Regions from separate parts of the Sus scrofa genome. Here all the other regions are linked to region 1. The links are chromatin contacts, called in public Hi-C, HiChIP or PLAC-seq and promoter capture Hi-C maps. All regions are on one chromosome and are shown on one strand. Each heading gives the region's core, a stretch centred on a gene start, on an enhancer-like site or on the middle of the called end of the contact. The rest is flanking DNA. Distances are from core to core; before and after follow the strand shown. Region 1 holds the start of ZBTB12 (zinc finger and BTB domain containing 12). Region 2 holds the start of AGER (advanced glycosylation end-product specific receptor). Region 3 holds the start of CLIC1 (chloride intracellular channel protein 1). Region 4 holds the start of PPT2 (palmitoyl-protein thioesterase 2).

What was found. Promoter capture Hi-C pulls out the DNA fragments that hold promoters and counts their contacts. Hi-C and Micro-C count contacts between places; a contact is called where the count stands out from the background. HiChIP or PLAC-seq counts read pairs in DNA pulled down with a chosen protein or histone mark.
Region 2: a contact with region 1 is called in a Hi-C map of epiblast stem cells, with 3 times the contacts expected there. The contact joins the promoter of AGER here to the promoter of ZBTB12 in region 1. A contact is called at or near these places in 1 of 5 promoter capture datasets (liver), 3 of 47 Hi-C or Micro-C datasets (embryonic fibroblasts, epiblast stem cells and liver) and 1 of 2 datasets of contacts at active chromatin or transcription factors (alveolar macrophages).
Region 3: a contact with region 1 is called in an H3K27ac HiChIP or PLAC-seq map of alveolar macrophages. The contact joins the promoter of CLIC1 here to the promoter of ZBTB12 in region 1. A contact is called at or near these places in 2 of 47 Hi-C or Micro-C datasets (embryonic fibroblasts and heart right ventricle) and 1 of 2 datasets of contacts at active chromatin or transcription factors (alveolar macrophages).
Region 4: a contact with region 1 is called in a promoter capture Hi-C map of liver, with 3 times the contacts expected there. The contact joins the promoter of PPT2 here to the promoter of ZBTB12 in region 1. A contact is called at or near these places in 2 of 5 promoter capture datasets (fetal liver and liver), 6 of 47 Hi-C or Micro-C datasets (embryonic fibroblasts, epiblast stem cells, heart right ventricle and 3 more) and 2 of 2 datasets of contacts at active chromatin or transcription factors (alveolar macrophages and skeletal muscle).

What each region holds. Positions count from the first base shown.
Region 1 is chr7:23,991,627-23,998,999 of Sscrofa11.1, reverse strand. It overlaps ZBTB12 (zinc finger and BTB domain containing 12), which reads left to right and starts at 2,020. Exons shown (of 2, transcript NM_001101821.1): 1 at 2,020-2,255; 2 at 2,760-4,470. The coding sequence starts at 2,780. The coding sequence ends at 4,159. EHMT2 (euchromatic histone lysine methyltransferase 2) reads left to right here and starts at 6,327. Exons shown (of 29, transcript NM_001101823.1): 1 at 6,327-6,375; 2 at 7,022-7,088; 3 at 7,184-7,373. The coding sequence starts at 6,334.
Region 2 is chr7:24,215,478-24,222,416 of Sscrofa11.1, reverse strand. It overlaps AGER (advanced glycosylation end-product specific receptor), which reads left to right and starts at 1,255. Exons shown (of 11, transcript NM_001123218.1): 1 at 1,255-1,386; 2 at 1,636-1,742; 3 at 1,873-2,065; 4 at 2,245-2,309; 5 at 2,419-2,506; 6 at 2,601-2,783; 7 at 2,928-3,058; 8 at 3,220-3,361; 9 at 3,649-3,675; 10 at 3,797-3,923; 11 at 4,029-4,297. The coding sequence starts at 1,335. The coding sequence ends at 4,128. It overlaps PBX2 (PBX homeobox 2), which reads left to right. Exons shown (of 10, transcript NM_001123157.1): 10 at 1-852. RNF5 (ring finger protein 5) reads right to left here and starts at 6,924. Exons shown (of 6, transcript NM_001123224.1): 1 at 6,565-6,924; 2 at 5,671-5,689; 3 at 5,462-5,574; 4 at 5,325-5,379; 5 at 5,131-5,248; 6 at 4,434-5,020. The coding sequence starts at 6,704. The coding sequence ends at 4,923.
Region 3 is chr7:23,847,181-23,854,746 of Sscrofa11.1, reverse strand. CLIC1 (chloride intracellular channel protein 1) reads left to right here and starts at 3,585. Exons shown (of 7, transcript XM_021098462.1): 1 at 3,585-3,806; 2 at 5,180-5,685. The coding sequence starts at 5,647. It overlaps MSH5 (mutS homolog 5), which reads right to left and starts at 1,396. Exons shown (of 24, transcript NM_001195358.1): 1 at 1,206-1,396; 2 at 697-820; 3 at 239-319. The coding sequence starts at 1,355.
Region 4 is chr7:24,184,366-24,191,970 of Sscrofa11.1, reverse strand. It overlaps PPT2 (palmitoyl-protein thioesterase 2), which reads right to left and starts at 3,547. Exons shown (of 9, transcript NM_001123167.1): 1 at 3,354-3,547; 2 at 2,256-2,449; 3 at 1,864-2,017; 4 at 1,314-1,409; 5 at 1,117-1,224. The coding sequence starts at 3,363. PRRT1 (proline rich transmembrane protein 1) reads left to right here and starts at 5,079. Exons shown (of 4, transcript NM_001123170.1): 1 at 5,079-5,220; 2 at 6,121-6,656; 3 at 6,979-7,164; 4 at 7,327-7,605. The coding sequence starts at 5,202. The coding sequence ends at 7,503.

The DNA.
Region 1 (7,373 bases), core at 771-3,270:
TTTGAAAACTTCAGTTTGTTCCCCAATTAGACAAAAGAGAAGGGAGCTTTCACCGATTCAGCACCTACGATATGCCAGGCTCACTTCACATTAGCCCTGTGAGGAATCTGGGCCTCCAATTCAGAGGTAAAGACTCTGTGATTCAGAGAATTGAATAACTTGCCTTAGGGCCCTCTTTTCAAAAGCAGTGGAATATGGCTCTGAGCCTAGGTGTGTATGACACAAAAGCCAAGGGAATCTACGTGGCCTGACAACAAAGATATTTTTACAAAGAGGGCATTTTAGAATTGAGAACCCTGGGTGAAGGCATAAAAAGAGAATTTAAAAGGGAAAGGCAAAGAGTAGAGGCACCTTCTGAATACCACCCCCACTGCCCCTCCAAAGGGCATCCCTGAGTTCAGGATTCAGTTTAAATCAGGAACAAACATTTTATGGGTGGATACTGGCTGAACTGAAGAGGAATGACTTCAATAGTCAGTCATTTATTGTATGACTTTTATTTGCAAAACAGGATGTAATTCACGCAATAAAGTTTACCATCTAATGGGGAAACCCGATACCCCGATACTTTTTTTTTTTTTTTTTTTGTCTTTTTTTTGCCATTTCTTGGGCCACTCCCGAGGCACATGGAGGTTCCCAGGCTAGGGGTCGAATCAGAGCTGTAGCTGCCAGCCTACGCCAGAGCCACAGCAACGCGGGATCCGAGCCACGTCTGCGACCTACACCACAGCTCACGGCAACGCCGGATCCTTAACCCACTGAGCAAGGACAGGGATTGAACCCACAACCTCATGGTTCCTAGTCGGATTCGTTAACCACTGCACCATGACGGGAACTCCGGGAAACCCGATATTGAACACATTCTATCACTAGCAGTTCCACCAGCACTGATGTGTAAGAACAATACTGTAGTCTCCTGGAAGATACAATAAACACATCCAGTAGGCAGGAAACAGAGGCTTCTTCACCTGGACTTGGATGGGTGGGGAAGTGAATGTAGGTATGAGGGATGCAAGGAAGAGGAAGGGAAGGGAGTCGGCCTTCTAGGCGCTAAGAAATGCCAGTGGTGAAGCCATGGAGACTGTAGCTTAGTTTGGGAGTGACAGAGAAAGAGAAGGCAACGGTGCAGAGTTGAGGAAGGGTCTTGTGTAGGGCAGTGGAGCTCTGACTTGGTCAGTTGTGTGGAAGGGCAGGCGTGAGGACGCTGACAGTTGGAAAGATTAAGGATAGCTGAAATGTACTAATATAAATGTTCATATAATTAGGAGAATTCGTACTAGGGCTAATTATACAGCAGGGGTGAAAGGGACAAGGTCATGGATACTGAGAGGGCATTTACCTTGGCAAGAAATTGGGATCAATTCTGAAAGTGGAGGGAGGGGGACGATAGGTGTGATTCTCATAAGATTTTGAGACGGAGGAGAGGAAGTCGAGGATACTGGACTGCCTGGCCTTGTAGGAAGTTAAAATACCTTTTAGGCCAGGAGTGCTGGGGTGGTTATTATGCTTCAGAAGTATTGGAAAAGTCTGATAGTGTGGCGGGAGGGACTGCGAGGATTCTCAGCAGGGCAACAGCAACCAACAGCTTCTTACAGCCACGAGGTGGTCTGGGACCCCCGCTCCGCACAGCTGGGCCACAGCAGCACCAGCCGCAGGAGCAGGTGGCAGCGCCACCCGCGGGGAGCCAGGCAGGCGGGGACCGCAGGGGGCGGGGGCGCGCGCTGAGGGGCGAGGAGCCGGCTGCGCCGCGGGAGGGCGGCCGGGACCGGGGGGCGGGCCCGAGCGAGCGGGCCTCCGCGCGGCATTTGGCACGCACGCGCAGACTGGCCGCGGGGCCGGGAGGCACAGAGGAGGGGGAGCCAGAAAGAGGGGGGTGCGGAACGTATTTCCGCTCTGGCGGACAAATAATACTGGCCAAAGGGGAGGCCAGGCTGTCTGGCCCTTTAACCGTGTGGGGGGGCGCTGGCGAAGAAAGGGGGGTCGGGAAAGGGGGAATCCTGCTCCTTTAATTCCCTCCCCTCTTCCTCCTCCCTGAGTTCTCGCCGACGCCGCCGCGCGCGGGGCCTGGAACACACGGCACGAGCCGCCCCCGCCCCTCCCCCCTTACGCCCACGCGGAGCCGGCCCCGCGCGCGCGCCCCGTGCACCCCCGCGCCTGCGCGCTGCCCAGGCCTTGCCCGTGTGTGGGGGCGCAGCCGGCCCCGGGGGGGTGGGGGAAATAGGGGGGTAAAAAAACAGCGCGCGGAACCGGGCCAGGTGAGAGGCGCGTGCACTCAGGGTCGCGGGGCGGGGGGGGGCGTGCCACGGAGTTCTGAAGGCGTGGGGGGGGCGTGCACGATGCGTGCAGGCCGTGGGGGGAGGACGTGAAAAGCGCGTGCAAACGTGCAAGGGGGGGGGCGGAGGAATGAGGCAGCGGGTAAAGGAGGCGGGGTGAGAAAAGGCTGCAGCCGGGGCCACCCCAGAGCCCCAGGCCTCTGCTCCCCCTTCTGCCGACCTTCCCCCGTGGGTGCGCGGGCTCGCCCCATCATCGCGGGCGGTCGGGCTGGGGGGTGTGGACGCCGCTGCCCCGCCCCCGGGAACCACGCCTCCCTCCTCTCCGAGGGACAGCGCCTCCCCGGGGGCTGGGGAAACTGAGGAAGAGGCTTGAAGACCCGCTGATCTGATGCTGGGGGGCCAGGCAAGAATGAGAGTGCGAGGCCTGGAGCCTTGGCTTAGGAAAGCCAGAGACCTTTGTCTCTGACTGGTTTCCTTCCCAACCAGGGTTGCCCACCCTCGCCACAATGGCCTCTGGGGTGGAAGTCCTGCGCTTCCAGCTGCCTGGCCACGAGGCCGCTACACTGCGGAACATGAACCAGCTCCGCGCAGAGGAGCGGTTCTGCGACGTGACCATTGTGGCCGACAGTCTCAAGTTCCGCGGCCACAAGGTCATCCTGGCTGCCTGCTCGCCGTTCCTGCGGGACCAGTTCCTGCTGAACCCCAGCTCTGAGCTACAGGTCTCGCTGATGCACAGTGCACGCATAGTGGCTGACCTGCTGCTCTCTTGCTACACGGGCGCCCTGGAATTCGCCGTCAGGGACATCGTTAACTACCTGACGGCCGCCTCCTACCTGCAGATGGAGCACGTGGTGGAGAAATGCCGGAATGCCCTCAGCCAGTTCATCGAGCCCAAAATAGGCCTCAAAGAGGATGGGGTCAGCGATGCCAGCCTTGTGAGCAGTGTCAGTGCCACCAAATCCCTTCTCCCTCCTGCCAGGACCCCAAAGCCAGCCCCCAAACCCCCACCCCCACCCCCTCTCCCCCCTCCACTCCTGCGGCCTGTGAAGCTGGAGTTCCCGCTGGATGAGGACCTGGAGCTGAAGGCCGAGGAAGAGGATGAGGATGAGGATGAGGACGTGTCTGACATCTGCATCGTCAAGGTGGAGTCGGCCCTGGAGGTGGCACACCGGCTCAAACCTCCCGGAGGCCTGGGAGGAGGTCTGGGCATCGGAGGCTCTGTGGGCAGCCACCTTGGAGAGCTGGCCCAGAGCAGCGTGCCCCCCAGCACTGTGGCCCCACCGCAGGGCGTGGTGAAAGCCTGCTACAGCCTTTCCGAGGATGCGGAAGGGGAGGGCCTGCTGTTGATCCCCGGCGGCAGGGCCAGCGTGGGGGCCACCTCAGGCCTGGTGGAGGCAGCAGCGGTGGCCATGGCTGCCCGGGGGGCGGGGGGCAGCCTGGGGGCGGGGGGCAGCCGGGGACCCCTCCCCGGCGGCTTTTCCAGTGGAAATCCCCTCAAGAACATCAAGTGCACCAAGTGCCCGGAAGTGTTCCAGGGCGTGGAGAAGCTGGTCTTCCACATGCGGGCTCAGCACTTCATCTTCATGTGCCCGCGCTGCGGCAAGCAGTTCAACCACAGCAGCAACCTCAACCGGCACATGAACGTACACCGCGGCGTCAAGTCGCACTCGTGTGGCATCTGCGGCAAGTGCTTCACGCAGAAGTCCACACTGCACGACCACCTCAACCTCCACTCTGGAGCAAGGCCCTATCGCTGCTCCTACTGTGATGTGCGCTTCGCTCACAAGCCTGCCATCAGGCGGCATCTCAAGGAGCAGCACGGCAAGACCACTGCCGAGAACGTGCTGGAGGCCAGCGTGGCTGAGATCAACGTCCTCATCCGCTAGCGCTGGCAGGGGCAGGCGCTGGGGCCCTGGGCTGGGTAGGAAGGGGACCCCCCCCGGCCCAGGAGAATAGGGGGGTGGGGGATCGAGGATAGGCAGGTTCGGTGGGGAGCCTGAAGAGACACACACCCTGAGGGAGGGGCCACAGATTCCTTGGAGAGAAGCTGCCTCTTCAGAAGAAAAGGATGGGGAGGGTTCTTCGGGAAGGCCAAGGGAGTGGTAAGGGGATCCCAGAGAAAGATTTTCTTCTCTTAGAGGTGCATAGATATGTGGAGGGAGGGGAAAGGTCTTATAGGAATGAGAGGGGGCAAAGACTGGAAAATGTTTCATTCCTGGCTAGGTCTGCCCAGGAAGAAGTTCTGACATTTCTTGAGGTAGGGGGTGGGAGGGTGGGAATCGGGAGGGAATTTGGCAGGAGGCAGCTTGAGTGCTCCTGCTTAGAATAGAACCTTGGGAGAGGGAGTGGTAGGGGGAAAGGATTATTGAATCCCAGAAAAGGAAGTTCTTGCATGCTGGGGGAACGGGTCTGTGGGTACAAGGCTCACCAAAATTGTAGGGCGAACAAAATAAGGTGGCAGGTAAGAGAATATGGGGGTGAGCATCCTGGGTAGATATTGGGAAGTGGGGTACAATAGCAAGAACTATGAATAGTGGTGGGGGTGGGGGGTAGGGCACTTAGATGAGAGGACATGAGAAGGGCTGTTTGGGGGGAGGGAGAGGAGTAGAGACTTATACAGTATTTTTTAAGAAAAAACGTATTTTTTAGGATTTTTTCTGGAGTTTGGGGTTTTAGTTTTTCTGATTTTGTTTTCCACAAAATAAAAAAAAAACAAAAAACTTTTTTTTTTCTTATACTCTGTCTGGCAACTGTGTGTAAATGACTCTCCGACCCTAGACCGCCTCACACTCTGATGCCATTTGCTAAGTACCTGGAGGTCACAACTCATCCAGGTCTCATGCCTGAAGCTACCTTGACAAGGGAAGGGGGAGTGTAACAAGTGGGATTCTCCAGCCAGGGACCCACACCCCCAGTTCTGCATCCTCAACACCTGCTGGATACCTCATGTCACAAAGGTTCCATGATTGTTTGGCAGAGGTGTCAACACTTGACCTGCCCCTCTAGTTGAGTCTGGTACCAGGGCTAGGGAGGGGCGCTAGGTGTGATCGCTGTGCCCAGCCAAAATTGTAAGCAGGAGCCTAAGTTTGGGCATCTTGGGTCTGGGAAAAAGTTTCGTGTCGCCTGGAAGGCAAAAAAAAAATCACTGGATTAGGGTGTGGAGAAGACTACAATTCCCAGAAAGCTCTGGAATAGTTCTTAACCAAAGAGGACTACAGCTCCCAGAAGGCCTTGTATTGGCCTCAGGTGCCCTATGTCCCAACCACCTACCTGAGTCAAATACTGCATGTGAAATACAGATATTTTCCAAAATTTGACCATAATGTAGTATCTAAAGAGATGGTACCCCAAATAGACCCATCAAAGTTGTATGTCTTAGTACTGTTGACTGGGCTATGACCCACGCAATACCTGCCTGGATATGCTTGTTAAACAGACGGCAATGACTCCCGCAACTCTGGAGGCTTACCTGAATCCCTAGTGCATGTGGTGGCCTAACATGTCTGGCATAAACAGAGGAGACATTTAGCCCCAGGTTTTCAAGAGGGGGTCGCTGCTCCAGGGGACATTAAAGCAGTATGCTAGAACCAGCCAAGAGGAGACCTTCAGGTGTCCTTCGCGTGTCCCCATCGCCCCCTTCTTGCTTGTTAGAGAAGCGAGGCCAAAATTGAGGCCGAGCCTTCTATCTAGTGACCTAGAAACTAGAAAGCAACCAGAAGCGGGAAAAGCACACGCGGGTGGGATTGGAAATACAGCCACTGCCAGGAGCCGGGAGACTCAGATGCTCTGTTACCTAAAACCAGGTCGGGGATGGAGAAGCCACACCTGGACCTAGGCGTGCCTCGCCTTCGGTTCCCCGCTGAGCCGAGGCCAGGAATGGCAGGAATTTTCCCCGGCAGCCCCCAGCTTAGGTCAGCCACTGCCATTTCAGAGGCCGCTCTCCGGGGAGAATGGCCAGAAAGCGCGTAGTGGCTCCTTTAAGGCTCCTCCTAGCCCTCCCTCCCCCGCCCACGTGACCCGGGGCGGCCGCGCGCCGGCTCGGCCCCCCGCGCAAGCGGCGATGGCGGCGGCGGCGGGAGCTGCAGCGGCGGCGGCCGCCGAGGTGCGGAAGGGGAGGGGGAGAGGCGGGTGCATGCCCGCGCGCGCGCCCGGGGGAAGCGCGCGCCCGTGCAATGCTCCGGGGGTGCAACGGGGCCGGGGGGCCCGGGCGGGACTTGCAGCAATCCGGAGGGCCAGCACCGGGGGCGGATGAGGGGACCAGGGGGTGGGAGGTGGGGGGAGTGGGCACGGAGGCGCGCATGCAGCCGCCGGCTGCCCCCGAGTGGGCGGCGGGCGCCGGGGCCCCGGGAACACGCGCGAGGGGCACGAGGGGCCGTCCACCGGGCTGGGGGGCAGCGGGCGCAGGAGGGGTTGGTGCCCGGGGTCCCCGCGGCCTGGGGGACAAAGGGGGAGCGGCGCGTGCAGCCGGGAGGAGGGGGCGGGGCCGGGGCGCGGAGGCCCCGCCCCCTCCCCCTCCTCTCTTCTCGGCCCCTGAGATGCGGGGTCTACCCAGAGGGAGGGGGCTGCTGAGGGCCCGGGGGAGGGGTCGTGCGGCCCCTCCGGGCAGCCGAAGCCGCGGAAGGGGGGGCCCCCATAGAGGAAGAGGTAGGCCCCGGAGCCTACTCTCTCTTCCCAGGGCTCAAGCGTCCTGGGCGCCCCAACTTCCTACCGGACTGACCAGTCCTCCTATCCCTTGTGTCCCCTCCCAGGGGGAGGCCCCCGCTGAGATGGGGGCGCTGGTGCTGGAGAAGGAGCCCAGAGGAGCTACCGAGAGAGGTGAGTACGGCAGAAACGGGCCCAGTTAAGACTTTCACCTCCCCCAACACGGGATCTCCTGAGCCCTTGGCCCGAACTTTTTTTTTCCTTTACAGTTCATGGCTCTTTGGGGGACACCCCTCGTAGTGAGGAGGCCCTCCCCAAGGCCAACCCTGACTCCCTGGAACCTGCTGGCCCCTCATCCCCAGCCTCTGTCACAGTCACCGTCGGCGATGAGGGAGCTGACACTCCTATAGGGGCCACACCTCTCATTGGGGATGAACCCGAGAATCTCGAGGGAGATGG
Region 2 (6,939 bases), core at 6-2,505, 220 kb before region 1:
ATGTTTTTATAAATATGTTGATTTCGTTTGTTTCTTGCTTTCCCATATTAGGGGTGATAGCCAAAGGGGTCATGATAAGAGGACGGGGAACAGATAGAACTGGTGAAGAGGCCTGCCTGGCTCCAGTCCTGTCAGGAAGTACATTTAGTAGGGCACCAAGCCTGCCCCCCTAAAGCCACTTAGGCGTTCTCCTTTGCTTGTAAAGCCACTTAGGTGTTTGCTTGTGCAGGCAGCTTTCTGCTGCGTTTGGTGTGAAGGCAGTCGGGGCTTGTTCTGCCAACCTATCGGCCCCTCTTCCCACAATCCTTGGGCCGGGCCAGACTCTAATCTTGAGCAAATGCCACCTTCCCCTGTGAGTGACACATCTTTAAATCTTTTTTTAAAGCTACTATCTGCAGGTTGGAAGGGGAAGAATGGGGAGGGGGTTATTGCCAAATATGTTCCTTGGGGGTTGGGGTGTTTGTGTATGTTATCTCCCTCGATTTCCCCAGAAGTGAGGCATCTTTTTGTTTTTTCTCAGTCCAAAATCAAGAGGGTGGGGAGAGAGAGGAGAGAGGCTGCCAGGTTTGGGGGAAGGTAAAACACCACTGTCCTGCCCTTGGCCCTGAACCCTACCATCTGAACCCCTCAAACATCCTCAGGATTTTATAAGGCTGTCACAGTGGGGAATCTCTCCTGTCAAAGATCCCGGCAGGATTGGGGGGCAGGTTGGGAGTGTGATGGCTGGCGGGGGGAGGCATGGGCCAGGGGCAGTTCTCGCCTCACTTGTAAACTTGTAGTTTCACAGAAAAACAAAAAACAAAAAACAAAAAAAATGCAGTTTTAAATAAAGAAATTTCTTTTTTCCCTGGGCTTAGTTGAGAATTCTTTTCAAAAAACATGAGAAACCCCAGAAAAAAATATTTTGCTCTCATCGAGCCCCAGATAGGTTTTTCTCCTGAGTCCCCCAGCCTTGCCCCCACCACCCAAGCCCCAGGTCTCACCCCTGCCTCCTCTCCAGGGAAAGAGCCAGGCCTGAACCCTGTTGCCTGGCAACACTGCCAAGTCAAGATGGGGCTCTGGTCCTCCAATCGTGGACTGATGGAGTAGATTGGGGTCCTGAGGGGCTGAAAGACCCTAGGAAATAAACTCCCCACCCCCATAGATGGTGGCTGTGCCCAGGGGTGGGGTGACAATTGTTTCTCTTAGTACCTGAAGGACTCTTGTCCAAGAGGCATGAATTCCTAGCATTCCCTGTGACGGGACAGGATGGAGGAGAGGGTACAAGCCCCACCTAGGGTGGTGGCCACAGCAACGAGGGGCAGACAGAGCCAGGAGCCTGGGGAGGAAGCAGGATGGCAGCAGGGACAACGGCCGGAGTCTGGGTGCTGGTCCTCAGTCTGTGGGGTGAGCCACTCCTCCCTGACACCAATCCTCCCCCCAGAAAGCACTCTGCCCCCTCCCCAAATCTTCCCACAACTTTCTGGGAACCTGGGTACTGCTTTTCAATCTCCCACATCCACTGGGTTCTAGTTTTATCAGACCCTCCTTCCTGCCCCTCCATCGTGGTGCTGCCCCCCCACCGCCCCGCCACTGTGATGTTGTGCCTCCCCTCCCCCCCCCCCACTGTCCTGCCGTCATGGTGCTGTCTCCCAGGGGTAGCAGTAAGTGATCAAAACATCACAGCCCGGATCGGGAAGCCACTGGTGCTGAACTGTAAGGGGGCCCCCAAGAAACCACCCCAGCAGCTGGAATGGAAACTGGTAAGTGGGGCTCTCGTCACAGCCTTCCCACTCCTGGGGAGACCAGTGAGGATTTGCATCCGTCCTGCCTACCGCATCAGCCCTCTCCCCAAGGGCTTGCGCCACTTCGACCTCTCCCCTCTGACCCCAGAACACAGGCCGGACAGAAGCTTGGAAGGTCCTGACTCCCCAGGGAGGCCCCTGGGACAGTGTGGCACGGGTCCTCCCCAATGGCTCCCTCCTCCTGCCGGCTGTTGGGATCCAGGACGAGGGGACTTTCCGGTGTCGGGCAACGAGCCGGAACGGAAAGGAGACCAAGTCCAACTACCGAGTCCAAGTCTACCGTAAGGGTTCCGGGGCCTCCTTCGAGGCCCACGTCCCATCTCAGGAAAAGCCTTCCACCCCAGCCCTTGGCTCCCTGGCCCTGGCATTTGAGAACCTGCTTCAGCTGCCCCCATTCCCACACCCGGGCTGTGAGAACCTTCAAGGCTGCAGCCTCTGATAGGAAGTTTCCCTCCTTCAGAGATTCCTGGGAAGCCGGACATTGTTGATCCTGCCTCTGAACTCATGGCTGGTGTCCCCAACAAGGTAGCAGATGAAAAGGGGAGACGTCGAAAGGGGTCCTGAGAGTGGGGAGAGGAGTGCACCTGTGTGGAGTCTCTTATCGTCAAAGATGACGACGTCACTTTTTCCCCAGGTGGGGACTTGTGTGTCTGAGGGGGGCTACCCTGCAGGGACTCTTAGCTGGCACTTGGATGGAAAAACTCTGATACCTGACGGCAAAGGTGAGCCCCAAGGCGCCCCCTCCCGGCTGCCTTCCTTGTGGCCCCTCTCTTGCACCCACCCTGGATGCCTCGCCTTGTCTTCCCTCCACCACAGGAGTGTCTGTGAAGGAAGAGACCAGGAGACACCCCGAGACAGGGCTTTTCACACTCCACTCCGAGTTGATGGTGACCCCGGCCTGGGGAGGAGCTCCCCAACCCACCTTCTCCTGTAGCTTCAGCCCGAGCTTTCCCCGGCGCCGAGCCCTGCACACAGCTCCCATCCGGCCCAGTGTCTGGGGTGAGCACAGAGGTGGGGAGCTGCCCCAAGCTTGGGTGAGCACATGTCAGGAAGGAGGACCCTTGGGGATCAGAGGGTTAAGTCTGTGGCCACTGGAACCACACACAGGTTTAACTCTTCAACTCATGCCCGGCCCACCTCCAGAGCCTGTGCCCCTGGAGGAAGTCCAGTTGGTGGTAGAGCCAGCAGGTGGAGCTGTACCTCCTGGTGGGACTGTGACCTTGACCTGTGAAACCTCTGTCCAGCCCCCGCCCCAAATCCACTGGACCAAGGATGTGAGTGACCTGGAACAGGGGCTGGGAGGTGGTGAGTTACGTCACTGGCAGCTAGGAGGGCAAGGGGCCCATGGAGATAGGGGGCAGGAGAGAGCTGAGGAAGACAAGGGTACCTGAGGATGTGGTTAATGGTCTCCTGCCCGCCCCCCCCCCCCCCCCAGGGCACACCCCTGCCCCTTTCCCCCAGCCCCGTGCTGCTGCTCCCTGAGGTAGGGCCTGAGGACCAGGGAACCTACAGCTGTGTGGCCACCCATCCCAGCCACGGGCCCCAGAAGAGCCGAGCCATCAGCATCAGCATCATTGGTGAGACTTCTCTCCAAAGGGCCCCTGGGGCAGGCGGAGGGACACCGCAGGCTCCAGTTCCCCACCTCGTTCTGGCACTGTCCCCAAGAGCCACCCCACCCCTCCCTCAGTGCAGCCACATCTAGGCCCCCTCTGCCCCATCCAAACCCCACCGAGAGAACGGGCGGCCTGGCCCCTCTCCCCGCTGAACCGCGGGAGGAGAGGGAAAGACTGTGGGGGCTGCCGCTCAACAGCCCTCTCCCAAACTGAAGCCGTTCCTTCTGACCTGCTCCAACTTTGTCTTCCAGAAACAGGCGAGGAGGGGCCGGCGGCAGGTGAGGGGCTGGGTAAGGTCAGAGGGAAGCTGACCGCCCTCAGCACGACGCGGGGATACTGGGCAAGAAAGGAACTGTGCGCGGCGGGGCTGTGCCCTCAGTTCTCCCCAACTCCCCACAGGTTCTGTCGAAGGGCCGGGGCTGGGAACGCTAGCCCTAGCCCTGGGGATCCTGGGAGGCCTGGGGACCGCCGCCCTGCTCGTCGGGGTCATCATGTGGCACAGGCGGCAACGCAGAGGACAGGAGAGGTGAGCAGAGGAGGCCAGAGGGCCTCCAGGCAGCAGGGAGGGGTGCGGGGGGAGGATGACAGAGTGCTGGAAATACGGCGAATTCTCCCCAACGCCCCCTCCCAGGAAGGCCCCCGAAAACCAGGAGGAAGACGAGGAGGAGCGTGCGGAGCTGAACCAGCCGGAGGATCCCGAGGCGGCTGAGAGCAGTGCAGGAGCGCCTTGAGCAGCCCCAGCCAGACGGCCACCCACCCTCTGCCTTTTCTTTTTCCCACACTCGGTTCTGGCCCCAGACCAGTTCACCCCTGTATAATCTCCACCCCGCCTCCCCAAGCTCTCCTCCACAACCAGAGCCCCCCACAAGCCATCATGAGTAAACACCTGACACATCTTGCCCCATTTGCTTGTGTTTGTGTGTGTGTGTGTGAGACACCCTCCCCCCCACCACACCAACACCCACTCACACCAGGGAGAAGATGCTCCCTGTTGTGGAAAGAAGGAGGGACAGGGACGGACAGAGGTGGGCGGAGATCCCATGAATACATCTCACCTTATTTATTGAATTTGTAAGAAAGGAGGTAGTAAGGGGAAGGAAGCACTGAAGACTCGGAGCCCACATTAGACACTGGGGAGGGAAAAATTAAATTAAATCAACAAGGGGAACGTGGGGGGAGCATCAGAGGGAGCCTTGCCCACCTGTCAGCATCAAATCAAGAAGTGTGGGGGAAGCAAAGCATTGGGAGGGAGGAGGGCCGGGCCTCCTCTTCGGTCCTCCCCCTCCCTGAGCTGGGAGTTACGTTGCTCTCGAGGGAGCCGTCCGTCCAGAGCAAAGGTTCTCCCATCCTGCAGATGTTGCCCCTCCTCCCCACACCCTCCCAGAGAGTGGCCAGGGTTGGCCTTAGGCGACAGAAATGGAGGGTGTGTGGGGGGGCAGCGAGGATCCGGGAGTAAGGAAGGGTCAGCAGGGACCCCCAATACTGATTCTCCTCTGGCTGGAGGTGGGCAGGAGGGAGACACAGCTCAAATACTGAGCAGCCAGAAAAAGAAGAAGATGGCGAGAAACAAGAAGAGGGAGTCCTGCCAGCTGGAGGCCGGGTGACCCTGTCCCAGATCCACACCTGTGGGAGAGAAGAAAGCTGTGGACGCAGCGGCCACTGGGAGGCCAGGAGGGAGGCAGGGCTGCGGGGGTCGGAGGGCTCGCCAGGAGCAGCTGAGGGAAGGCTCTTACCTGTCCCCCGACGAAATGGCTCGTGGGTATTGAAGACGGTGGTGAAAAAGCCAAAGGGAAAAGCACCAACACCAAACGAGAAGTGAAAGCCCCCAGTGTCGCCAAATGGCTGGAATCCCTAGGGAGGTGAAGAACGTCAGTGGGGAGCTGGGCAAGTCTTTGGCAAGGAAGGAAGGCAATCACACAAGACTCACCCCTCTGCTCTCAGGCGCCGGTCGCTGGCCCTGCGGGCGGGGTGGAGTTTTCAATCTGAGGAAGAGGAGAGGGATGATCAACAGGGAATAATACTCCCTCCTCTTCCCTTCCCTCAGCACTACCTCCCCTCTCTCACCTGGGATCCTGGGGCTTCTGGCTCCCTCGCCCATAGAGGGGGACAACCTTTTCTCTGCTGATCCCAGCTTTACACACTGGGCACTCTTGCCGCTCTGGCCGTGTCTCCAGCCACTGGGGGAAAAAAATGTAGTGGTTTCCAGTACACAGAAGCGTCTTCCAGCTCCTCAGACCTCCCCATCTCCCTCTTCATCTCCTCTGAGTACGCACCTGATGAAGACAGGGCCAACTGGAAAGGGGGAAAGAAAAAGGTCAGACCAGCTACACAAAAGACACAGACTCAAACTCAGGGTCCTAACTCGCCACCCGTTCCCAGGTGTTACCTGCTGTTTCCTGCCATATTTTCCACAACCTCTACTATGCCAGCCAAACTGGCCTCCCTGCTTCTCTGACTTTCCAATACCTAGAGCTACGTCCACCCTCAACATGCTCAACCCGCTCCTCTCCCCCTCTCTTCTCAACCTTTCAACTTAATTTCCAGTTCTCTTGACCATCCTTTTCCAGATCTCCTTTCAGCCCCAGCCCCATCTATGCCCCCATTAATCCCAAACCAAACCCCCTTTACCAGTATCTTCTTTTGCTACTCCTTTTCTTCTCTCCCATGTCCAATAAAGGGCCCTCTTTCCATAATTCCTTAACCTCTGGGGACTGCTCCTCTACAGCACCCCTGTCCCCAGGTTTGTCATCCTGCCCCTTCCCATATCTCACCGGAATGTGATCCCACGTTCCCCAGATCTCCCTTTACTCACCTGATGCCTATCTCCCCTGACCTTTGAGTCTAATCTGTTCCCAACCTCCCTGGGGTAAGGTGGCTCGGGTCTCATCTGCACCGCTGTGCAGCGCCCACCCCCTGTGCCCCCTTTCCTCTTAACACACCGTACGCCCCAGCTCCTAGTTTCTATGACTCCTTTCCACAGGTCTCCTCTGCACAGATGTGACCCTCTCGCCCACACATACCTAAAAAGACCTAAGAACCCTCCTGAGGCCTCACCTAGGAGAATGTGCCCTCTGATCATCTATAAGCCTATATGCCCCCTCTCACCCCCAGCCTCCATACTATAGAGGTGAGACCCACTCTTTTTCGCCCCCTTCCCAGATTCTCACCAGTACAGGTGGCCACACACGCTGACCACAGCTTCCCGAGCAGTCTCCAGACATATATTACATTCGAAGGTCGCGCCCGCCCCGCCCCGCTCGCGGTTTGGCCCTTCGGGGCCCCCGTCCTCCTCCTCCGCTGCTGCCATGGCCGGTTCTGCTTCGCCCCCGTGTACCCCTTAATCCCCCGAAACACACGTACAAGCGCCCCAACAAACGAGAAACCGCCTCCTGCCCACGATCTTTGGGCAGGCCTCAGGGTTTTCTAATTACTATAGGTCTGAATGCCTGTCAATCCCACAGGGTCAAAAGAAAGGATTGGTCCAAAGGGCAGGGGAGCAAAGAGGTTTGCGCGGTGCTGCCCTTGCACAATGTCTATTGGCT
Region 3 (7,566 bases), core at 2,336-4,835, 150 kb after region 1:
TCCATATGCTGTAAGTGTGGCTGAAAAAAAAATAAATAAACAAACAAAAACAAATTTTTTAAAAAAGAAAAGAAAGGACCATCAGTCTGTACATCTAAGTCCTTGTGCCTCTGTTCCACCTTCCCTCTCACTCAATTCTGGTCACCTGGCTGTAACTCCTCCAAGACCCTTTAGTCTCCTGGAACATTCCATACTTCAGTCCTTCCCATTTTCCCCCTTTCGCTTACTTAGTCCTTACCAAGCTTTCCCAGAAATCGGGTCATATTCTCATCCTGTTTGGCGCTGGTAACAACAGACAGGGGATTGATTTCATCCAGAACTTGAAAGGAGAATGGAGAACAAACGAGTTCAAAGATTTTTATCTTTTGCCCAAAAGGAAATCTGTAGTCTTCCCCTTGCTATCTCCCTTCACCCCATACAATTTATTTCCTCCCTCTAAGAGTAGGGAGTGCCCCCACATTGGGAGCATAGATAGGAGGAGTCAGGCATGAGATTAAATCTCCAGCACCTGGTACACTTGCGGATAATAAGCTGAATTCCTAAAAACAACAAAGGGAGTCTCTTGGCGTCAATTACTAAAAACAACAAAGGGAGCCTCTAGGAGTCAATTAATAAAATAGATTGAGTCAGCTAAGGACATATGTGTGAAATACACTTCCAGCCCCATAGAAGAGGAATGCATAGCTCTGTCCTCACCTCTCTGCAGCAGCTTGAGGCTCTCATGGTCTGGGGCATCTGGCATGAAGTGGATGGTGGAGTCACCAGTGTCATAGTAGGCAATGCCCAGGTGTCCTGAATTCCACAGCACACACAGATGAATCTGTCCAGCAAGGAAGGAAACTAAAATTTGAACCAGGGTTGGGCCATGCCTCATTTAATTTTAATCATCTTATCAACTCTGAGATAGGGGTTTTTTCGTAGCTCAGTGGGTTAAGGATCGGGCAGCTTTGTCACAGCAGTGGCTTGGGTGGCTGCAGTAGTTCGGGTTGGCTCCTTGGTCCGGGAACTCCCCAAAATAAACAAAAAAAAAGAACCCCTCTGAGATAGGCATCAACATCACCATTCAGTAAATGTGAAACCGACACTCAGTGGAGGCAAGTAACTAGCACAGCTCTTCCCAGCCGCTTTACCTTCTAACAATCAGACGTTCCAATTAACTCCCCCTCTCCAATTTCCAGCTCCTGCTCTCCCGCCCCCCACATCACCCCAGCCCCGACCTCCGCGGGTTCCTCCTCTTCCTCCTCCTCCCCCTCCCCGAAGCCGGGCACTGGGGCCAGGCTGGGGAGGCTGGTCGGGGCCTCCCCGGGTCCCGGCTCCTGCGGCGTCCTGCCTGAGGTCGCTCCTACGGAAGCCATGGCCGTGGAGGCTCTGTGGATGCAGAAAATGAAGGCGGTTCAGGAGCGAGATCTCTCCCGCGAGAAGGAGAGGGTGGGGGGTGTGTGCAGAAATACGAATCTACTGAGGATTAATGGGAGAAGGCCGAGGGGGCAGGGCTGCGAGGGCCTGCGAGAGATGTGGTCACAAGTGCAAGGCATTTGGAGGAGCGATTTCTCGGGTATTTCACTAAAGTACAGGCTGTGGGAAACTCCACCCCCCCCCATTTCTGTCACGCAGAGGCTGTACTTGGCAAACAGCCTGAGAGCCCCAAGGGGCGAACTGTGCACACCTCCTCTCTTCTCCCCAGCCAACCAGGCCCCAGAAATCACAGCCTCAAGCTCTAGACTACCCCACTCAGACGCGGACAACTGGCGGTATTTTCCCGCGTTTTCAGTCACCTGGGTTGCGACGTGTGCAAGACCGCGTCACTAACAGCCGCGAGCAGGAGGTAGGGGTGTGCCGTCGGCGCGACGGCGGGGTGCGCGCGCACATGCCCCGCCTTCCTAGACACTATTGGTTGAAGAGACCCGGATCCTGCATAGACATCCAACAGAATGAAAAGGAGCAGAGGCCCGCAGAAAAGACTGGACGATGATTGGCTTATTCGCATATAGGGCAGGACCAGAACGTTCAAACTTCCCGCCCTCTGCAGTTGCCTAGCACCCAGGCCTCTGGCAGTCAGATTGCTGGGCTGTGATTGACGCGGGGTGGAGCCTGTGAGAAGATCCAAAGCAGAGCTTGAATTTAGCCCCCCCCCCCCCGCCCCCGGAACCTTATAGGAGAATCTGGAGAAGAGGCCGACCTTAAAGGAACAGAGACGCGGCTTTTTGATTTTTTTTTTTTTTCTCTGAAGAGTGGAGATAAGCAATAGTAATTCAACCTGTGCCAACAATTCCAAGTTAATAGGTATAAAGAGCTTAGAACAGTGTCTGGCAAACATATTAAGAGCCATTTGAGAATTTTAAATAAATACGTAAACATAAGAAACGAGGCTCCTATCTCAGCCCACATTTGCCTGGGTGCTGAGTATGATTCCTCCCACAGGGGTCACAGGGCCTAATTAATAATTTCGGCGCCCCAGGAGAAGATAGAACCATTCGAATTACACCAACTTCTGGCAGAGAGCGCTAGACCTGATAAGAATACCTACACCTCTACTGGGACATGCCCCTACCCCTACACACACACTCACACACACCCCTAAGGACAGAAGGGTGTCATTCATTCTGGGCCAGGTCCGTGGACTGGAAGCAGGGATTATAATTAAGTCCTTATTCCATAAGCCTGATTTTTGAGTCTGTGTGTGTGAGGGGAGGAGAAGAAGGAGATGGTAAGGGAGATAGAAATAAACAATCACATACTTTTTTTTTTTTTTTTTTTTTGTCTTTTTGCCTTTTCTAGGACCGCTCCTGCGGCATACGGAGGCTCCCAGGCTAGGGGTCTAATCAGAGCTGTAGCCACCAGCCTACGCCAGAGCCACATCAACACGGGATCCAAGCCGCATCTGCAACCTACACCACAGCTCACGGCAACGCCAGATCCTTAACCCACTGAGCAAGGCCAGGGATCAAACCCACAACCTCATGGTTCCTAGTGGGATTTGTTAACCACTGCGCCAGGATGGGAACTCCAATCACATACTTTTAAAAACATCCTTAAAATACATCTTCCTGGAGTTCCCGTCGTGGTGCAGTGGTTAACGAATCCAACTAGGAACCATGAGGTTGAAGGTTTGATCCCTGGCCTTGCTCAGTGGGTTAAGGATCTGGCGTTGCCGTGAGCTGTGGTGTAGGTTGCAGACGCGACTTGGATCCCGTGTTGCTGTGGCTCTGGCTAAGCTGGCAGCTACAGCTCCGATTAGACCCCTAGCCTGGGAACCTCCATATGCTGAGGGAGCAGCCCAAGAAATGGCAAAAAGACAAAAAAAAAAAAAAACGTCTTCCTCCCAGCTTTGTTCCAGGTACTCTGAATGCAGAGGTCCCACCCAAGAGCTTAGGGAAAATGGTGGGGTAACCTGGCTCAGTTAACCAATGATTGGAAAATCCCCTTTAGTGAGAAAGTGGAGGAGTTCAGGGCTAGGTTAATGGTTACCCCCTGCAAATTGTTGAGCAATGAAGCTATGGAAACCTGGAGGAGGCCAGGTGACAGCTCTAAGGTGTGTCAGGGAGGGACACACCTTCCAACCTGGGATGGGAAGAGATTAGGGACAGGTTTACCAAGCTGAGGAAGGGGAGGGAGTTGAAAGAGAAGCCTGGGGAAGGAAAGGGGAGATAACTGAGATAGGAGAAAAGCAGGAGCCAGGAGATTGAGACGGGAAGGAAACTTCTGTGATGCAGGATTTGGGGCTGTAGGCCCTGGCTTCGAACCCATGAGGCACTGATGGATGGTACCTGGAGAGGGCAGCATTACCTGTCACCTGGGAAACTAAGGTAAAATACTTTGTGGGTAGCCACACCAGCTAGCCAAAGTCAATATTGATGATAAAGGCAGCTCTGGCTATAAAAGCTGTAGGAGAGAATAGAGAGGCGGGGGAGAAGCTGCCAAACCTGTTTGAGCTCAGGGCTGGCCCCATTTGCCTGAGGCTTCTCCCAGAGGGGAGATTTTTGTGGGGCAAATTCTCTGGTGGACATGGACCAGCTGGAGCAAAAGAGGACTCTGGAAAGTAGCGCTGCTTTGACCTTCCTTCCTCAGATGGGAGGGGTTGTGTGTGCAGATTTTGAGAGTCACCCATGGAGGAGATACCCCTCCCCCAAAAAACCCTACATACTCCTTGTATTATTCTGCATCCTTATACGATGGTACAATTCAAGGGAGCAAACACCAAATATATCCCTCTCTGAGGAGGAGAGAGAAAGCCCTTCCTCCAGGGAGGAGAAAACCCACAGAAGAGGAAGCATGAAAGGAAACCACTAACTGCTGGTTCCAACTCCTCTCTTCCCTCCACCCATCTCCTCCCCCAACTCTCCCCCTTTCTTTAAGTTTCAATCCCCATTGGGCTCCTATGTCCTTGCACGGCACTAAATGTTTTTGAGACTGCAGGTGTCTTGTTAGACAGAGGGCGGTGAGGAAGAAAGAGATGGTTGAATAGGAGGAAGATTCAAATGTGGAGGCTGGCATATGTATAGTTTGGAGGACATACTCTTGGGCTATTTTTTAGCAGATCATCAAGAGTTTGATAGACCCTCTAAAATCAAGGTTCTTGGGGAGGAAGGAAGGGAGAGAGCTACTCTTCCTCTGTCCTCCCTGCTTCTTTATTAGTGTCCCTAAGGACTTCACTCGCCCTATTCTGTCTGATCATCACTTTTCCCCCTCATGATAGGACTAGCTATCACCAGCTCCTGGGATCAGTGCAGCTCTATTCTGGGGCCACAGTAACCCCACGCTTCCACCCCATCTCCAAGGCAACCTGTCAGGGAGAAAAGGGCAAGGGGCACAGCAAGGGGCCCCAGGGGTTGAGGGGCGGGGAGAAGTGGAAGCTTTAAAGCTGACCAGGCTACTGCCTGGGAGAGGACCTCCCCCAGTGATGAGGCCCTTGGGTTCAGCTTCCTGTTTCCCCAACACAAGGCCTGGTTATCTCCCTTCCCCACCCTCTGCCCTAACTTTCACCATTCTCTACCCCCAACCCCAGTTTCCACTTCCAAGTCCCTCTCCTGGACCCCATTCCTTCCTGGCAACCCAGAATTTGGACTGGAGTCCTGAGGGAACACTGGGAAAAGGAATAAAAGACCACCGTTTCCTTCTCTGATTCCCTCTTGGGGGCCTCAGGGACATGCTCAAGCAGTGTCACCTTTCCCCCCCTTAGGGTGGAGTGGGAGTGTCCTTTGATTCACGAAGCAGGGAAACTGAGGCAGAAGTCCTGTGTTCAAGGAGACTGGCAGAGAAACAAGGAGTTTCCCAGGATTCCATCTCCTCAACACCCCCTTCCCCATCGTGTGGGTGACCTGAGAACCTCTCCTCTGGACCCACTCCCTAGATCGTCCCGCCCGCCCCCCTCGCCAGTCCCCTCCCCAGGTTCTGGGCGGGGCGGTCAGTGAGTCAGCTCCCTGATCCAGTCCAGGAGGGGGTAGAGCTGGAGGCGCTGGGTGTGGAGTCCGCAGGACTGGTCGGGAGGCCGTGTCGGGAGTGAGAGGGTCTGATCGGGCTCGAGCAGCGCTGAAGGGCCCGTCCTGGGTCTAGGGGAGAGAATCTCTTCTGTGAGACCCGCCTTCCCCGGCCCCGGCCCCTCCCAGTTCCCCCAGCGACGGCCGCTTCCTGCTCTTGGTCGCAACCATGGCTGAAGAACAACCTCAGGTCGAATTGTTCGTAAAGGTAAGATCACCTTCTCCCTTCTAGGCCCCCCCTCCAAGTTCCTGGAAGGCAACTCTCACCTTTCCCCGGCTGCAGCCTTAACTCCCCAATCCCTTCCCTCTTTGACCCCCACCCCCAACTCCACGTGCAGTCTTTAGGGTATGTTGGGGGGGTGGCTGGGGAGGGGAAGACAATTGACTTGAGTGCTGGGAATGAGAAATCTAGGCTCAACCCTGAAAAGTTTGTAAAAGTGCAAGTTTCCAGCAGCTTGGACAGGAAAAGGGAGGGTTCTCAGGAGTTGAGAAGGTTGACCTGAGTTAAGAAGTGGGGGACGGCAAACTGAGGAGGCCGGAAAGAGAAGGGAGCGGCAAGAAACCTACAGGGTTTGGGTGAGACAGAGGGAAACATCTGGATATGGGCCCAACAAGAAGATCAGAAAGTGAGGGGTGTAGTGAGGGAGACTTGGGGAGAGAGGGAGGGAGGGAGAGAGAGAGAGAGTGAGAGAGAGAGAGAGAGAGGAGAGAGAGAGGTGTGTGTGTGTGTGTGTGTGTGTGTGTGTAGCGGGGGTGGTTTCAAGGAAATGGGTGTGGTGTGGTAGGAGTCCTGGGAGTAGGACCAGGTGGATTGGGAAGAATTGGTGGGGTGGAAGGAGACAGGAGAGTGGTACGGGTAGTGTTCCAGAAGCCGCCTTAGAGAGGTGGTGATCGGGCTGAGATCCAGTGTCCTGGGGGCTTGGGGAAGTGAGAGGACAGGTGCTGGCAAGGAGATGAGAGCTGAGCTGTTGCCACCAGGAGGGTAGATGCAGAGCGAGATCAGAAGGAAGAGGAGGGCTGGGTTATGGCGTTTAGAGATTTGGGGGGGGGGGTTATAGAAGCAGAAGAAAAAGAGTCACCCCGACTCTCCATGGGTTGGTCCCATCGCATTAGCATCTCAAAACTGCAGGCGGGCTGCCGCGTCAGCCCCGCACCCTTCCCCGCCTGCTCTGAGTTCTCTGCCGCCTCCCCGCCTCTTCTCTGTGCCCCTCCCTCGCTTTGGCGACCCCCCCACCTCCCTCTGTCTCCCGGGTCGGGTCGCACATTCTCCCCACCCTTCACTTTCCTGCCTCCTTTCTCTCCACGTCCCTTCTTTTGTTCCTCTAGCCTTTGTGCCCCAGCCCGTTGCTCCCTCTGCTTTAGGCTGAGGCTTCCCGAGCAGCCATTCCTTCTCCCTCGGCGGAGCCTGGGTCCGCCCCCTTAGGTGTGGTCCCCACCTCACTCTGGCACTTGCCTCAGGGGCTATTTTTACTCCTGGGTGAGGCTGCGCTGCAGAGATTCCAGTCCTGGGTCCCCCTATGGGGAAGATTATCTGGAGCCCTGGACTTTTCCCTGGAGACCCCAGCAGTGCCCAGGGAAGAGGGAGGTGGTCTCTGCTGCCCGGGCCTCAGCCTCACGGGTCCCTGCCCCCATCCTTCCCAGGAAGGAAGCTGCTGAGACCGGAGACACAGTGAGATGAATCACCCTCGCTTAGGGGGAGGTGTCCCTGGGAGGGGGGAATGAAGTCACTTACCCATTAGAGGGCAGCCCCCCTCTGCGAGCCCCTCTACATCTCCCAAGGAGTCTCTGAGCCCCTCCACCCCACCACCAGCTGCCAGAAACAGCTTGGATAGAGGTGTAGAGAAGCAGAACGGGCTTCCAAAGCCTGCCCCACCTCTCCTGTCCTCAGGCTCTACTCTCAGGCCTCTCTTGCCGGCAACTCTGGCCTCACCTCTCTAGGCACTATGGCATGGGCTGATGTGAGAATTAAATGATTTTCTTATATGCAAAATGCTTAGAATAACACAGGGAAAGCTAACTCTGCCACCGTTAGTTTTCTCTTTCCAGGGCTTAGATCCTCCAGGTTCTCCAAAACCCATCCCCTCTGCCT
Region 4 (7,605 bases), core at 2,298-4,797, 190 kb before region 1:
ACCCTCATCCACATGGATGCTCATCAGATTTGTTTCTGCTGCACCACAACGGGAACTCCTGTAAGTAAATTTTTACTGGAACACAGACACACTAATTCACTTACATATGGTCTATGGCTGCTCTCTCAGTACTGTGGTACCACACTGTGGCAATACATGGGTTGTGACAGAAACTATATGGCCTGCAAAACCAAAAATGTTTCCTATCTGGCCCTTTAAGGGTAAAGTCTGCCAACCCCTGCAACAGATCATAGTCTCTGCTCTCTAAAATGATACACATGAAACATTTGGTTTCTGTTCTTTCTTTTCCTTTTCTTTTTTCTTTTTTAAATTGGCTGCACCTGGGAGTTCCTGTTGTGGCACAGTGGAAATGAATCCGACTAGGAAACATGAGGTTGCGTATTCAGTCCCTGGCCTTGCTGTCTTGCAGATGTGGCTCGGATCATGTGTGGCTGTGGCTGTGGCTGTGGCTGTGGCTGTGGCTGTGGCTGTGGTGTAGGCCGGTGGCTACAGCCTGATTGGACCCCTAGCCTGGGAACCTCCATAGGCCACGGGTGCGGCCCTAAAAAGACAAAAGACAAAATAAATAAATAAATAAATAGGCTGCACCCGTGGCATGAGGAAGTTCTAGACCAGGGATCAGACCTGCCACACAGTGGTGCCCCAAGCTGCTGCAGTGACAATGCCAGGTCCTTAACCTACTGTGCCACAAGAGAACTCCACACATAAAGTATTTTGGGTTTTTCTGTTGGTTTGTTTTTTTGGGTTTTTTTTGCTTTTTAGGGCTGCACCCGTGGCATAGGAAGCTCCCAGGCTAGGGGTCAAATCGGAGGTGTAGCCAATGGCCTATACCACAGCCATGCCAGTTCCTTAACCCACTGAGCGAGGCCAGAGATCACACCCACGGCCTCATGGATACTAGTTGAGTTCGTTACCACTGAACCATAACGGAACTCCTATTTTGAACAGTGCCTGTTCACATAGTAAGTGCTCAATAAATGCAAGTTATCATTACTATTGCTGCTGGTCATGGCAGAGGTAGGAGCAGCAGGCCCACCCTCCAGGATGCCCTTTCCATTGTTCCATGAAGGCCCCAGTTCGGCATGCCCTACTCACCGTGCCAGTAATTGCAGATGGAGAATTCCTGGCCCCAGGGGCTATAGCAGATCCGGTAGAGGTTAGACCTCATGGAGGTAGGGAATAGCCACTTCAAATAGTCCGTGTCTGGCAAGAGAACAGCAGTGCCAAGTGGCCCCAAACTTTGTGCCCTCAAAACTCAGGGCCCCCCTATGGAGCCCACAGTGCCCACTTACCTCCATACTGTCCCATCTGTGGAGAGGAGAGAGAGATGAAAGAGTCCACATTGTGTTCATCCATCACAGAGAGCAGTGCCCGGCACACCAGGCCCCCTGCAGGCAGAACACGACATTGGGCAGGGACTTGGGGACAGCCAGGCCAAGAGTCCCCCCACTCCGCACCCTCCCCCACACACATTATGGACATAAAGGAAACCAAGGCCCAGAGCAGACCACACACCTTGGGTCAAAAGCTCCCACATGGTGTGAGTGACAGAGCCAGAATTTGATTCTGGGTCTTTGGACTAACTCTAGGCTGCTTTTTACTGTCCCCATATCCCTTATGTCATGGGGAAAGAAAGGGACAGCAGTGCAGGAAGCCTCCCTCCCACTCAGGACACACACAGAGGTAAGACCCAGGTGCTAAGGGAAGTCAGAAAGGGAGGGCTCAAGTACTGGGCCCCTGGCTGAAGCAGTGTAGTTCAGAAAAGGGAACACCAGGCAGGGTCGCTCTGATAAGGATCAAGCCTCAGACAGGGCTTAGGAGTTGGGGTGGGGGGGTGCCTACCCTGCGAGTAGCAGATGAGATGCACCCCTTGAGGGGCCTTTGCCATGATGGGGGCCACAGCCTCTCGGAACCCTTGCACCTGTTCCCACAGGGGCCGCAAACTCTCTCTCCCATCGAAGAGATCAAGCACTGTCACCACAGTTCCGGGATGTGTCTGTGGGAAGGGGGCACTGCTGCAAGCGGGGACGGACTGCAAAGCCCGGACGTCCACACCGTCCCCTGGCCAGCGCCCGCATGCCTATCGTGCCCTGCTAGAACCAGGGCCCTCGTCCCCCAACTTTCTCCACGCCACCACCAGCTCCCCGAGGAAGCCCAGCTTTCAGTTCCTCATTCTCCTTTCCCAGTCACTGTGGACGCCTCCAACGCCCACAACCCGGTGTCCCCTGCCAGACCTCGTTGATGTATTCCAGCAGGTGGCGGAAGCTGTACGAGCTGTCAAAGAGCCCATGCACCACGATGACCGGCTTGTAGGAAACCCGGTGGGGCGCAGGGGCTGCCGGCAGTAGCAGCAAGAGCAGGAATGGCAACAGAAGCAGGAATCCCGCCGGTGGGAGCCGCAGCCCTTGGAGCCCCAGCATGCTGCCGCCTGAAAAGAGGGCGATGAGGGCCTGTGAGAGAGATGACAACACCCCCTTCCCTACGGAACAGACGCCGGCAATCCAGCATCCGTCGCCCGTTCCCATGCTAGGTCCTAGTCGCAAAATATCTTTCACTCCAGTCCTCTCCCCGCAAACACACCCCCCTACAACGTAGTAGACGCACCAATGCGCACCCAAGCCCCGCCCCCAACTCAGCGGGGACTCGGTCCCTAGGCCCAGGGTCTTCCTAAAGCATCGTCCCAGCCGTACAAGACCGAGGTTTTGCAAAAGAGACCCCAGAGCAGCAGCGCGGGACCCCAGGAGGGTGCAAACTCCCACCTGGCCTGGGTCCGTGAGCCTCTCTCCGCCCGCTGTTTACCTCCCCCTAGCTTGGAACGCACGTGGGGGAGGGGAAGGGTGTAAGGAGACCGCGCGCAGGGGAATGACGGATGGGAGATGGGTGGCTGCTCGGGGTCGCGCTTAGCCGTCACGTCCGGGGCTTTCCCTAGCAACCGTACCAGCGTCCCCCGCAACGCAGGCCCGAGACAGGAGGGGCAATGGGACAATCCATTGCGCCCTAGAGCGGGGGGGGGGGAAATAGGCGGAGCGAACCATTTAGACTGGTGGGGAGAGAAAAAAGCGGCGAACAAGCTGGGAATTGAGAGAAGGCCTCTTCGGGCCCTGCGGCAGCAGCGACCTAAGGATCCCATTTCCCGGCCTTGATTAGCCCTAGTTCCCAAATTCAGGCGTCCGGCTGCGCATCAGAACACGAAGTTCTCTTTCCCCAGGGAGGCGCTGGGGAAACAGTCTGGAGGAGCAGTCCGCATTTCGCCGTCCGCCAGTTGAGGGCTGGTTAGCCCAGGCAGACCCAGCCCCCAGCCCCTTCCCACCCGCCCCAGGTCTGCGTCTTACAACTCTTCATCCTGAAGTGCTTGTAGCGCCCTTGTCTCCAGAGACGAGGAGAGTCCTCGAGGCCTCTCGGGGTAAAGTGTGGCTTGGCTCAAGTTCTCCTACCCTACTCCACTCCGCTGCCCCTCTACGACCCACCCCCCAAGGGGCGGAGGGCCCCTGGGGCAGCTCTGACTCAAGCTCGCGTGGTTTTCGGACCAGTCTTTCAACTTGAGCGACCCCCAAACCTCGTCCCGGACTTGGAGCTCTTTGTGGGCGGCTCCTTACTCAGACCCTCCCACTCGGTCGGGACTTCTGAACTCCAGGCGTCCTGCACCTTTGCCCCTGTAGCCCCGCCCGATACCCAGGTGCCGGGTTAGGGCTTTTACTTAGCATTTAAAGACTTTTTCCTTGATAAAAAGAATTTCGCAGCTCCTCTGAATTCTTGCCTCTGTTCACTTTGCGTCTGAAGTCTCTCCTCAGATGCCAAACCAAACTGCATCCTCAGTTGTGTAGACTGAGGTTAGGGCAGCCGTAGGGGGTTAGGGGCGTTAGAAACCAAAACGATCGGCATGCAGCCGCGATCTAAATCTCTGGCGCCTGGGGCTGGCCCAGGCTAAGCGCCTCCGTCACAGCTCTGTAGTCTTCGCCTGGACTCAGCTTGAGAGAGCGACTGCCTCTGGCGGGGGCTGGAATGTCTAAAGGGGGAAGGTGGGGTGGGTAACAATGATTCCTGGCTCTGTTTTTGCAAAGAGCCCAACTCTGGTAAAGCTCGTAGACTGCTGATCTTCACCTCCCCTCCCCACGTACACGCTCCCGAGTTGCAATAAGCAAAATGAAAAGACTGCAATTACTGCGGTGCCCCCAGGTCGACTCAGACGGTGGCGCTGCGACTTGGCGGGGGTGGTGGGTGGACAGGATTTAAGGAATGGATCTGAACACGGAGGGCCCTGGAAACCCTAAGAAACACGATAAGCAAAGGGGAAAAGGAAATCAAGCATATATTCCCAAACCAAGCTTCCTAAAACGAGTGGTTGATTCTCCCACTCCTCCCAAAACTCTTCAGCTCTTTCACCCTGGAGCAAGACGGTAGCCACGTATCTCCCCAAGCTTCCTCTCCGTCCTCCCTCCCCCACCCCCACCGTACAACCGGCTCTACTACCTCAGAGGTGCCCTGGACCAGAGTCTCTCAATTTACCTCCCAATTCATCCCAGGCCAGGGTGGCTGGTTGAGGTCACAACCCTGGGAACTTTCAGGCCATTGCTGGTCTCAATTCTGCACGCGATTCTCTCGCATATGGTTCTCTCTCCTACGGAGGGGAAAACCAGGGCTAAGGACTTGGGAAGAGATCCTGAGGTCTTATAGGGAAGCTCAGGAGGGGGAGGCCTGACCGATGAACCAGATCCAGAGGGAACTGAGGTATTGAATCCACTGAGCACCTACTCGCTTCCTCCCACAGTATAATCACTACAGCCAGTCTTGGAGGGGAGGACTCTAGAGAGTTCTTTCTCCTTCCTTCCTTCTCTTAGTACCACCCGCCTTGCCTGGTCTTGCTTGCCTCCCTGTTTCCATGACAACTCCAAAGGAGCCCAAACTGGGGGCTTGAATGCCGGGGTGAGAGGAGGAGAGACATAATCCAAAAGCGGAGAGAGACCGAGTGGGGGTACATCTGAGAGGCTCCCCCTCCCGTCTCGGTCCCTTTAAGCTCCCCCCCTCCCTGCTTTTCCTCCGCCCCCCGCCGCCACTGTCTCCATCTCTCCATCTCTGCGCTGCTGCCGGCTGCGCAATCTGCGCACCCAGCTCCGGTGCTAGCCAGGGACCCCGACTCCAGACTCCAGCTGCACGGATCCTGTCCCAGCGAGATCGCAGGCATGTCATCTGAAAAGTCAGGTAGAAAACAACAACAAACCCTCCTGCCCTCTCCACTGTCTCCTGACTCCCCCCCCTTTAACCCTCCCTAGCGGATGGTTCTGTTTCATTCCCCTTCTATCCAGCTCTCCACTCACTCCCAACCCCCCTCTTCTTTCTCTAACCCTCCGTCCTCTTCCCTTCCTCCTGCCAGTCTCAGCCTCTGTCCCTTGCCAACAACATGGGTAGGGAGGCAGGTTGAGAGGGTGAGGGAAGTATAAGAGTGGCTTAGCATCAGCCAGGTACTGCATGGATAGCATCATTGCAAGTGACAGATGGACAGATGACACTGGCTCACATGGAGACATCCAGAAGAGAAATAAGGAGAGATGATCAGATGGGGGTTGTCAGGGGAATTAAATCCAGAGGACTCTTCTTTAATCTGCCCTAAAAGAGGTACTGAGATTCCCAGAGACTAGGGCACCCCTCCCCACTGAAGGAATGGTAGAATGGAACATGTTACCCTACATGTGTTTATACAACTGTTGAACTGAGCCCATGTTAACACAGTGTTGCATGTCTACACATGTGCACGCACAGGACCAGCTCAGATAGGCAAGCCCAAAGGCAGTCATAAGCCAAGGAGGCTAGGAGATTGGGTCTGCAGGTTAAAGCTGGTGCCCACTGCTGAAGAAGGGAGAGAAGCAGGAGAGTTATGACCTCAAAACTAGATTGAAAAGAAGAGGGGGGGGTGAGGGGGTGATGGCCTAGATACAACACTTCTCCTGCCCCAAGAATGAGAGACGGCTTCTCACCCATCTCCTCTCTGTCTCTCCCATTATCTTTCTCCATCTCTGACCCTCTGTGTCTCCCCCTACCCCTCCTATTTCATCTGTCTGTCTTAACTGACCCCTTCCCCTCGCCTCTGCTCACTGCCCCCAGGCCTCCCCGACTCAGTCCCTCACACCTCCCCACCACCCTACAATGCCCCCCAGCCTCCGGCTGAACCTCCCGCCCCGCCCCCACAGGCAGCCCCTTCCTCGCACCATCACCATCATCACCACTACCACCAGTCCGGCACCGCCACGCTCCCGCGCTTAGGGGCAGGGGGCCTGGCTTCCGGGGCCACCGCTCAGCGTGGTCCCTCGTCCTCTGCCACCTTGCCAAGGCCCCCACACCATGCTCCGCCCGGCCCCGCCGCCGGGGCGCCCCCACCCGGCTGCGCCACCTTGCCCCGCATGCCACCCGACCCTTACCTGCAGGAGACTCGCTTTGAGGGCCCACTGCCCCCGCCACCGCCCGCCGCCGCCGCCCCGTCCCCGCCGGCGCCCTCTCATACTGCCCAGGCCCCGGGCTTCGTGGTGCCCACGCACACGGGAGCGGTGGGCACGCTGCCGCTGGGGGGCTACGTAGCTCCCGGCTACCCCTTGCAGCTGCAGCCTTGCACTGCCTACGTGCCAGTCTACCCGGTGGGCACGGTGAGTATGGGGCAGACAGGGCCGGGGGGAGGGAGGGGGGGTGGGGAAACGATGGAACAAGGACCTGGAATTGGGGACACACTAGGGGCTGGGGACCAGACGGTATTCTGGGACCAAGGGAGAGGTGGGACTAGGGAAAGGCCTGGGAGTGACTGGTGGTCGGTTGGCGTCAAAGACCAGGGTCTGGGAGGGGAAATAGGCTCAAAGTGCAGAGGAGATTTGAAAGGAGGAAACAACCTTCTTTCTCTGCCAGATGTGAAAAGTTGGTGGGCTCGGAGAGGGTTATGAGTGACCTCCTCTTCCTACAACCTTCTTTCCACAGCCCTATGCTGGCGGGACCCCGGGGGGAACGGGAGTAACCTCCACGCTCCCCCCGCCGCCCCAGGGCCCAGGGCTGGCCCTGCTGGAGCCCAGGCGCCCGCCTCACGACTACATGCCCATCGCAGTGCTGACCACCATCTGCTGCTTCTGGCCCACGGGCATCATTGCCATCTTCAAGGCAGTGCAGGTGTGTGTGTGGGGGGGAGGCAGAGTATGCAGAGGGGGGTTCACTAGATATTTCTTATTCCCAGAGAGTGCTGGACGTTATGGGAAGCATCTTAGAGGGAGGGTAGGGCTTGCAGCCAAGGTAGCAGCTCTCTGATTCGCTCTCCCCTACCCTCCCCTGCAGGTGCGCACGGCCTTGGCCCGCGGAGACATGGTGTCAGCCGAGATCGCTTCCCGAGAGGCCCGGAACTTCTCCTTCATCTCCCTGGCGGTGGGCATAGCAGCCATGGTGCTCTGTACCATCCTCACGGTAGTCATCATCATTGCTGCGCAGCACCACGAGAACTACTGGGATCCGTAAGGACACCCCTGGCCCAGCCCCACCCTGCGCCCCTCGACCGCCCAAGCGCGTTTTGCCGTCAAGCCCGGGATCCAATGGGGCGCCCGACACATCTGCTTCTGG